Regions from separate parts of the Anas platyrhynchos genome. Here region 1 is linked to region 2. A link is a contact called in public Hi-C data. All regions are on one chromosome and are shown on one strand. The core of a region is the stretch at or near the end of the contact, and the rest is flanking DNA. Distances in the headings are between cores, read along the strand shown. Region 1 overlaps POMT1 (protein O-mannosyltransferase 1). Region 2 overlaps SETX (senataxin).

Region 1 (5,058 bases), core at 807-3,306, 310 kb after region 2:
AAAAAAAAGTGGTTTTGGGTCTGTTAAAGTTTAATAGATCAAAAGCCACCCCCAGTGGAGTCAGACCTTCAGGAATGTCATAAATTTTTCTCCTTCGTCGTACCAAGTACCACAGGGACAGACACACATAGATCACAGCAGCAACGTTAGCTGAAGCCCAGGTGAGAACGTTCCCAAGGAGATGGATCTGGGCCTGTTGGATAGAAGATGGTCTAAGCCAGAAGAAGGAATATGCTGCAGTTCTTTTAGGTAAGCTCAAATATTACCTACACGTAGTTGCTAAATTAAACTTCATCTTGTGCCTGGCTAGTAGTCTGATCTTTCCTGGAATGAAGCAAGCAGATAAACTTTGCTGCTTTAAGACTCTTTTGTGAAGTACAGCAGTTAAAATATACTACTGGAGATGAAATCGTCTTCTAAATGGAATTAGTAATGAAAACTATTAAAGTGCAGTTTTCCTTTTTTAAAAAAGTGCAAGATGACATGATTTAATTAAAATAAATCACAGTCATAGCTGTATCACAAGACAAACAAACAAAAAACACGTTCCCACCCCTCAGAAAAAGAATGTTTGCTTTGAAACGTTAAAAATTCTTGGCACAGTACCACCTCCTTGGCTGGAACTGCAACCCTGCTCGCACTCACACATGAACTGAAGCCTGCTTCCTTCACCAGGTTCACATTTTCTCCCACCTCTTGTACTTACACCAGAGGTCGGATGTAGCCAGTAGGCAATATTTGTATCCATTGTGATCCAGTCAAGAGCAGAGGAGCTGTACTTATGCTCCGTGTCTTCATTTTTCAGTGTGAGTATCTTCCACTAGCAAAAAGTAAACAGAAGGCTTTTGGAATTAGAACGATGACCCAGACAGCAGGCATAGATGAACAACTTCAGATTTAAGATGGTAAGTTCCTAACCTGAGATTGGAGAATTATTTTTCATATTTCTTACTGGATATTTATCCATAAAACTGTTTTATTTGTTCTTATATAATGAACTTTTCTTAGTGAATTTCTGAAATGTTAGTAAGGGGCAGCGAGACTAATGACCTTACACAACACAATGCTGCAGTTCAGCTGCAGAGAACTTAGCATGCCCAACTGCTCTTCCTCCCCCCTTTTTTTTTTTTTTTTACACAGTTCTAACAGTAATGACAGTTGTGCTGTCATCTAATGCCCAAGTGCATTCATAATTTATTTGTCTTTTCGGTGAGGAAGCCAAACTACTCTATCAGCAAGGCAGAACCAAGGAATTCTCAGGTTCAGAGTCTGCAGAAAAGCTTTGGTTACTGCAGCAGATGAAAGGATGAAGGGAATAGGAAGTTCACCTGTAATTCTGTGAACTTTGCCATGAAGCTGAGGTTTTTACTTATGTCCATCTGCGTGGGAGAGTGGAGTTCCACTTCCCTCTCTTTTTGCTCTTGGCCTGGAAGAAAACACTATGTCTCAGAAATAACATAACAGCTAGAAACCGAGAAAGGGGAACACCCGTGTGTTATACCCTTAGCTCCTCACACTCCAGGATTTCAGCACTACATCTGGGGGAGCTCTCTAAAGAGACTTGTAAGGATTCTGACATCGGGGTATAATCAAAGCCCACTGAACGGCTGTCTAGACCCACTACTGCGTCTGAGTGTGGACATCCCCATGTCAGTGATCCTGGGAACATCCCCGCTTTGTCTCCAAGGTAATTCCACCAAACTGAGTCCTTCCACCAACGCCCCACTGCAGGAAGCCCTAGCCTTAGTCACAGAAATTAGCTGAACACGAAATTAACAGAACACGGCTGAGACGTACTTTTCCCGTATCTGTGCTCTTCCACATTCCACACCATGCTCTGGTGGTAGCCTTTGGACAGCTTCTCTCCAACCACCTCTAGCTGCCGGTATCCCCACTCAGGTAAAGATGCTCCACTGAGCTGAAAGTGAAAGATGATTTTAAACTTACAGTCGTGCCAATCTGAACCTCAGGCTGGAAGTTCCTAGGCCCTGACTGAGCAGCTGATCACAGCTAGGAAATATGTGAAGAGTCACCATGCAATACCGTTTGAACAAATGCTACAGCCATAAAGTCAGTGATTCTGGCAAGCTTTGAGAAGAGATTCTTCACTGTTCCATCTGCTGTCACGTACTACACGGACTCAGCCCCAATTTCTGAGGCAATATTTAAGGCTCAGTTGTATACAATGGTCACAGCCTTCTCAGAAGCAGGACAGCTCTGCATGCTGTGAAAGAATGAAGCCATGAGTACACTCACCTGAAACACATGCTGCCCTTTCACCATACTGAGCAAGTTTATTGTTTTCTTTATTTGTTTTATGTGGTTTAGGCATTTTGGAGGAGTGTGATCAGTACTTTATGAGATTAGGAATTGCATGGAGGAAAAGCTGTAGGCAAATAAATATAAATCCACTTACCTTTAGCACTGCAGAGGTGTTCACATGAACAAACCTCACTTCTGACAGAATTGTCTTCCACACATCTGTGTCAGACTCCCGATTTACAATTTCCTATGACAGTGAGATGACTTCTGATTAGTATTTTGTCTCAGCTGTTTCTGCTGGAGAACGATGAGCTCCTCCCTTCCCTTTGACTACTCACCACTCTCCAGAGGTTCTGTGCTGGCATGGAGACGTTATAATCAATATAGCAGGAAACTTCTTGGGAGTGGGGGCTAAGAGGGGCAGCAACATCATGCCTGTAAGACAAGAAAAATCAGCATTCACAGATCCTCCAGCACTATTTTCCAAACCTGTTAAAAATAAATTGACCCATAAAGGTAGTGGATTGGCTTAGAGCAGATTCAGTAGTAAAGCAAATAACCCAAGTGAGCCATTCACACAGACTGCACTGTTTACGCGGAAGGAGAACACTCCCTGCTGCTGAGAGCTGCCAGCAGCAGGCACAGAGGAAGCCAATGCAGACAACTGCCATCCTGGGCTGAAGAACAAGCACCGATTGTGACAAACAGAGATGCTGTTCACTTGGGTTTCCAAAAATTAACAGACTAGGTTTGGAAGGGGCATAGCAAAAGCCCAAGCTCAGGATGCCCCCCTTCCTGGTGTGCATGATATTCAAGTACAGGCTGACTCCCTCTGGGCAGCAGTCAGGGCACCATTTCATGCTGCAGCCTCTGCAAAACAGCCAAGAATCTGTGCCAATGAGCCACAGCACAATGAATTCCTGCACATACACATCCTCCTGACTTTCAGAGTGCACCCTATGTGCAGGTGGATGCCACCAAAGTCAGTGGAGCCATTACATGACTTTGCGTTAACAGTCACCCAAAATACTGCCTATTTTGGAGAGGAGGCAGTGAAGGAGGAGAGATGATGGCTCCCCAAGGGCACTCTGTATTTAGAAACCTGAGAATTATCACAAATCGTCAATGAGACTGAATCCACCATTAGCCCTTCTAAAGGCCACCAGTACAGAAGACCAGAAACAGCAAGCAGGCACTGAACGGGGAGTGTTCAGTGACACACACAATTGACTTGACAATCCAATTGTCAAATTAACTGCAGAAAAATAAATAAAGCACAGGGCATCGTTTCCCTGGGGCCCAGGGACTGCCTGTCTAAGTAACCATGTGAGGACCTTCCTAACCCCACCATTTTCAGAATCCACAAATAACAAGGGTGTGTGCAGCGTATCTGAATGCAAGGGTCACTGCACTTCACCCCTGAGCAGTTATTCTGAGACACAACAAAGCAGAACAAGCCACAGGTTTTGGAAGAGCAAAGGATAAGGGAAGGACTCACGTGTTGAGGTACCGAGTCGTGATGCCGTGGACCAGCTGCACGATGTGTCCGTGCCGGACAGGACGGGGTGGGTTACTCACCACCAGCTGCTGCCTGGTGGAGTGACACACAAGAGGAAGTGGTCATGTTCTTCTAAATAATGCAACCTTGTCATGAACAAACCATTAGGTCAAGATGCTGCAGATAGGGATTGACATTCGGGCAGCAAGATGGGAAATCCAGACAATTTGTAGATTGTACCAGAATGGAAAGAAAGCTCATCGTGGCAAAGGCAAGTTAAGGGCAGAATGACTCAGGGGATCAGTGCTGGGATACCGACACCCCAGCCATTCTGTCAGTGGTCAGTCAGGAGCAACTTCAGATTATTCCCACCCAACAGCTGTTTGGTGGCTTCAGTGAGGTCTGACAGGTGTTCTTACTACAGCTGATGGCACTTTTGGCAGGATCACAAGACAGATCAATGACTGCCATTTCCACCATGGAGACCAAGCTCTCATCTTGCTTCTGGACAGGGCTAGTGCATGTTTTGTCCAGGGGGAACACTGCAGTTCACCTAACTGCTGCCTACGCTTTGTTGTTCTATAGAAGAACTTCGCATCCTCCAAGGTTCATGGGAGTCCAGAGCTTGAAGCTAAGAAGATACTGGGTTTCTGTGGATCTCACAAGGAGTCTTGGAGAGTCCCCACATGAAAGGTTTGCATTACGGACAAACTTCCCCAGTGTGGGTATGATTTATAATGGCCTTTTGGTGGGACTGTTTATACAGTTTCTCATAAGAAACCTACAAAAGCAACTTTTTCATCAGTATAAAATGATATCACACAAGGGCTTTTACTGGCAGAACCACAAGAACAAAGAGTCCTGCTCCTCGCTGACAGTTACAATGCCAAAACACTTTAGCACAAACCAAGCCCTCTCAGGCACAGACACCCACTTGGAATCTGTCCTGATGTGGCAGACTCTACAGCTTATCTCACACTTTCACTACAAAGAAATACTGAATCTGCAAAAGTGATTTCTCTTGTCTTCTGAGACCCATTCAAGTTTGATGAAATTCATCAAAACACTCTACTGCCATGGCTCCCACACTTCAAAAAGCCGAACTTCACTTTCATGCAAAGCACCTAAAGAGTTCCATCAGCCTCATGACTCTTTAAAGTTCCCCTTGTGCACAGCACAGCCCATGTTCTGGCAGATGCAGTTCAGACAGAATTTCTGAGTCCTCAATAATGCTTCTAATGTATTGAGAACTGTGCAAATAGGCACCCTTACCAACTCTGCAGCTGACATTACTTGTT
Region 2 (5,419 bases), core at 925-3,424:
CCAGGATATTCAGAAGAAAAAAGCAGCTCTGGATCAAAAGCTGGACGAGCTGTCTCGTCAGCGTGCCATGCACAGATGTGAAAAGAGAGAGGTAATATATAAGATGATGGTATTTTTAATCCTGTTTGTGTTTATGTATTTAAAAATGTATCCAAAGAGTAAAGAACTCTTCCTTTAAGCCATCTCTGAAATGGAATGAGGAACTTATATATCATAAATTTTGTCTGTTTATCCTAGTATTCTCAGCTGCTCGGTCATGGAACCTATGGCTCTAGGGCTGAATAGTCATCTTACGGTTTTATCACCACTTGATTTCAGTGTAACCATATTTATAAGGCTTAATGATTTAAAATCATTGTTTACTTCAAAGCTTTGTTTTTGTTTATGTGGAAGTAAGTAGTAAGGCAACCTAATATCTGAGACTTTGGGATATGTTTTGCACTTGAAATTTTCAATTTAGTTGCTTTAAAAATAGGCATTTGTGTTGAAATTGTAGATTTTTTTTACTGGTAAACCATTTTTCTGTTTGCACAGGAATGTGAGAATGTAGTATTGAGTATGGAAGGAAAAAAGGTATATGGCAAATGTGTGTTAATTATTCTTGATATTTATGTGGTTTCTTTTTTGCCTACACAGAATCAAATGATAGATGATGAAATTGGCAGACTTTCAAAGGAGAGACAGCAGCTTGCTTCTCAACTAAAGGAGGTAGGAATTCATTTTCAGGGCAGCTCTTGATTAAACCTCAGCTAATGTGTTTGTATACTCTGTATCCTTTAATTGTAGTGTGGTGTAGAGTTGGATTTGATGTAGCTGGGAGCATTTTGTAAATCAAGTAGTAAGTAAAGAGATAAAGAAGATAAACTGAGTAAGTTATGTTTAGTCTGGTATGAGGTACAGGTGCGCTCTGGCTCTGTTTTGGGGAGGGGAAAAAATGTGGATATGTTAATTCACTCTTAACAGATGAGGGTAAATTTAAAAGGAAACACAGCATGCTGCACAAAGGAGATGATAAAAATGTACCCACTATCCTCATGTACTAGGATCTATCTTCGTCACTGCTTTCAAGTCCATTATGGTCCTACTGGAGCTGAGATGTTTAAACCTTTCTAAGAAAAGTGGTGGCTTCAAGCTGACTTTTGTGACTTTTGTTTGTAGTCATGGAGATGAGTTCCACTGGGTTGATGTATACAAATGATTTGTTTGGCAGTTAGAATTGTCCAGGCAGTTAGAGATTGCTGTAAGTTGATTCAAAAACACTAAAATAAAAGAGGAGACATGGTGTCCTGTTGCACTTGAAGGTTCGGGGACACTCTCAGAAAGTACAGACAGATATCATCTTGGAGTCCGACATAATCTGCTGCACGCTGAGCACAAGCGGAGGAAATCTCATGGAGCATGCGTTTTGGCGGCAAGGACTTGATCCTTTCAGCTGTGTCATCGTGGATGAGGTCAGTAAAGCTATTTAGACTTGCAGCTTGTTCCACGTTTAAAGTGTGCCTTGTTCTTTGCTTAGGTTACTTGAGACTGGCTGCTGTTATAATATGTTGTGGGTCAACTGCTTCATTCCCACATTTTAACTGGTAACCAGCCTGTCCTGCCATGTAGAGCAAAGAGAAGAAAAAGTAACTACTAATTGCTTCTTTTGCTGATTCTTTGGTGCTTTTATGGCAGACATCTTTTACTTTAAAAATTGTGGCTGAAGTGTGGTTCTTGCTATAGAGATTTCTACGTGGTCGGGTTATATTTTTATGTTTGGAAAGCTCTGCCTGTTTAATAATAAAAGAAAAATCTGTTTGGAGTTTTCATTAGGGAAAAATCCTTCTATTTATTTTTCTCTTTTTTAAGAAAACTTTAAAAAGCATTCCAGAGTTAATTCTGACTGTATTACAGGAAACTTACCATACTTGCCTCCACTCTTTTGGTTACAACTTCTACTTTCTTGTCCTGTTTATGTGTACAAAAGGCAGGGCAGTCCTGTGAGGTTGAAACACTGATTCCACTGATTCATCGCTGTAACAAACTCGTCCTTGTTGGAGATCCCAAACAGCTCCCTCCTACTGTAAAATCAGTAGTAAGTGTTCAGACTATTTTTTCTTACTATCTATTGGGTATAGTACAAGAACAGTATGAAAAATGTGTAAAAGGGTAAAAGACAACTTCAGTGGCACGTCCCACTACGTATCAGATTACAGCATTTTACCCTGCCAAGCAATTCTTGTTTAGTCTGGTATGTGGAGACCGTATCAATGCTGTCTTCAGATGTTTGAGTAAAGCTAATGTATAAGTGTGGGTGCAGCTTCTGTAACTTACCTGGCATAGCTTCAAACTAATTTCATACACCAGTAAGAACAGCTACGACAACACAAACTTCAGTGCAGCTTAGTGCTTTGTGGTGGATTTTGTTGCTGCAGGCTCTGTTATATCATTATGTGAGCTTCAGCCAGCATCACGTTCCTTAAGCAGTGGAGGACGAAGACTACCTGTTTGTGTGGGGACTTCCTCACCCTACAGATGCCTTCTAAGGATGAAAACACAGGAACACTTTCTTGTATCCAACAGTAAGGAGGTGTTTTGAACATCTGGTAAAGAAAAGAGTTAAAGCAGTCTGCCTTTTCTAGAAGCACAAATTTTCTGAATGTTGAGTGCTTGTTTAGAGAGATCCCACCTGGAAGATCTTCCTTTTCATCGTTGTTGTGCTTAAAATTTTAGTATGTTGTGACTCAGAAAGGAAAGTTGTCTTACTGAGGACTACACTGACAAAATTCAGATTTATGCTGGTGCTATCTAGTGAGTAAGTAAGACAAAAAAAAAAAACCTGAAGTGCAAATAGTTGTAATTTAATCAGTGATTTAGAACTTCAAAAGAAAATATTGAATGGTTTCAAGTCCAGAAAGCAAATTCCTATTGTTAATTTGGGACCTAATTCCACGGAAATCACGTATGTTTTCCCTCTGGCAGAAAGCTCAAGATTATGGCTATGATCAGTCCTTGATGGCACGCCTGCACAGACACCTGGAAGAGCAAGTGCAGAAGAATGTTTTACGAAGTCTGCCAGTTGTGCAGCTGACTGTGCAGTACAGGATGCACCCTGACATCTGCCTTTTCCCATCCAATTATGTTTATGGCAAGGCTCTAAAGACTGACAGGTGAGTAGCTCTGTTCTGATTTCTGAGCAAGGGGGACTTCAGAGAAGAGTTTCAAATCGGGATTTTTTTTTTAGTCTAAAAACTCTTGGAGTTGTGGGTGAAGTTGCTTAATGGAAGATGACCTGCATTTTGTCTCAATGATAGATACTTAAGTTAACTAAATCACTTAAAATAGAGCATACTCCTTACTACACAGAGTTCATTTTTAGGTCTCAGTATGTGCAGGTAACAGTGAAAATTAAGGGCACTGAAAGCTGAATGTTGCTGGTAATTTAGAATGCTGATGAGAAATAAATGATGTATCAGTTTTTAGGATTTTTTGTGGTTACTTAGTATTAAGATTGTTGTTTACAGAGCAACAGAAGAGAACAGATGTTCTTCAGACTGGCCGTTCCAGCCCTACCTTGTTTTTGATGTAGGAGATGGTCGCGAGGAGCGAGACAATGAGTAAGTCTTGTAATCCACTCTGCCAAATTTTAGACTTGCTGAGAAACAGTTGCCTGCAGAAGCGTTGTCTTCTTTCCTCTTGTTCCCAATATGCATCAAGTAGTCAGAACTGCATTTTCAACTTAATTTTATTTAATTTATGTGTATATATATTTTATTTTATTTTATTTTATTTTTTTTAATAAAAGTAGGTATTAAGTTTTAATATGAAACTAGTTTTAATCCTGCTTTGACTCTTGGGATTCACTTGCATCTAGTAGACAGTCTCTGCTAACTCTAGTAACAGTTTGACTTTCTGATTATTTTATCAGTCATTTGTTTTTCACAGCTGCGTGCCTTGGTAAGGCCAGAAGATGGCAGGCTCAGTCCTCCCCTTTGTATATTCTGTAAGGCAAGCAAAGCTGTATAATTTTAAGGGAACATGAAATGTAGCCCTTTGCTGCTAGCATTCTCATTGTTAGTCCCTTGTCAGGGCCTGTTGGAAAGGTCTTTTGAGTATGTATATGAAGGGGGGTTCCAAAAGTTCAAAATCATGTTTTTGACTCAAAATTCGCCTTCCAGTTGGGCTGAAGAGTCGGATTCAAAAGCTGTCAAACGTAATTCTTTAATGTTTCCATTCTCTCTTGTCTAGGTCTTTTAGCAATCCCCAGGAAGTGAAGCTGGTGATAGAATTAATTAAAACAATTAAAGAAAAACGGAAGGATCTGGGTCTTCGTCGCATTGGAATAATTACCCCTTACAGCGCACAGAAGAAGAAAATTCAAGAAGAACTGGACAGAGTGTTTAAGAATAACGGGTAAAGAAACCACGAGGTTTCAAATGACTCTTAGCTCTTGCCTGTTAGTCCTTTCCTCACCCTTTAATACCATGGCAAAAACTCTCAAACTTCTCTCTGCCAAAATCGGAACTTGGTTAGGCCTTCAGACGGGGATGTTCCAAGCATTTCCTCTTAAAATTGACGTGGCCTTTTCATACCATTTCTTAGTCATTGGTTGTGTTTGTGCTTTCATTATATCCTTTCATTTATGCTTTTTTGCGTAAAGCAGGCTTGAAAGAAAATATAAAGTTCCAACCTATGTGGAACCAAAGAGCTTTTCAGCAATGATCCTGGCCTCAGAAAAACAAACTTTCTTTTATGTTCATACATGAAATCTTTTTTTAAGTTTAGAATCAGAAACTTTGGTCTGGATAATTTTGACAGTTGATCATTCAGAGTAGTTTATGGCATTTGCGTCAGCGTGTTGCTTAAAAATCCAACTAACAATTTAACTGTTCGATATTTTTTTCTTCAACAGCCCAGGAGAAGTAGATACAGTGGATGCGTTCCAGGGACGAGAGAAAGACTGCATCATAGTGACGTGTGTCCGGGCAAACAGCACTAGAGGATCAATTGGGTATGTCTTTCTTCAGTGCTTTGCAACTCCCATATTTAATGACACTATATTGCCATTGTTTTTAAATATGATTACTAGAAAAGTTATTAGAGAACAAGTCGCTACAGCCAGCAGATTAAAAGCTATTATAATGCGGGAATTGATGTTACTGCGTTGGGATCTCCAAACAAAAGGGACATGGAAAATGCTAAGCATTGTTCTGCATTATGTGCTGATGAATTTGCCTGTCTGTCTTAGCCTGTCACTGTTTTGTTATGGCAGGATTGGTCTTGGAAACTTCTATGTGTAGTACTGCTGCAGGTTTTTTTGTATCTTTTGCTCTATATTGTAACTTTCTTAAATTTTAAGCTCTCTTAAAATTAAATCCTTTTTTTTGTGACTGTCACTTTACTGATAATGTAGCATTCCGTCCGTAAAAGTACTGCTGAC

Evidence for each region. Hi-C and Micro-C count contacts between places; a contact is called where the count stands out from the background.
Region 1: a Hi-C map of liver shows a contact between it and region 2, with 3 times the contacts expected there. The contact joins two enhancer-like sites. A contact is called at or near these places in 2 of 8 Hi-C or Micro-C datasets (liver and subcutaneous adipose tissue).

What each region holds. Positions count from the first base shown.
Region 1 is chr18:9,960,810-9,965,867 of IASCAAS_PekinDuck_T2T, forward strand. It overlaps POMT1 (protein O-mannosyltransferase 1), which reads right to left. Exons shown (of 21, transcript XM_005013244.6): 13 at 3,761-3,853; 14 at 2,601-2,697; 15 at 2,417-2,509; 16 at 1,798-1,918; 17 at 1,329-1,426; 18 at 707-820; 19 at 67-193. Among named protein-coding and RNA genes, the nearest start is that of POMT1, 9.5 kb to the right of the region's middle. Within about 2 kb of position 2,057, at least 1 of the 8 cell types and tissues checked has an H3K27ac peak or open chromatin away from gene starts, as enhancers often do.
Region 2 is chr18:9,648,072-9,653,490 of IASCAAS_PekinDuck_T2T, forward strand. SETX (senataxin) reads left to right here. Exons shown (of 26, transcript XM_038165069.2): 17 at 1-91; 18 at 637-708; 19 at 1,302-1,451; 20 at 1,967-2,074; 21 at 2,962-3,149; 22 at 3,504-3,596; 23 at 4,228-4,392; 24 at 4,892-4,990. Among named protein-coding and RNA genes, the nearest start is that of SETX, 20 kb to the left of the region's middle. Within about 2 kb of position 2,175, at least 4 of the 8 cell types and tissues checked have an H3K27ac peak or open chromatin away from gene starts, as enhancers often do.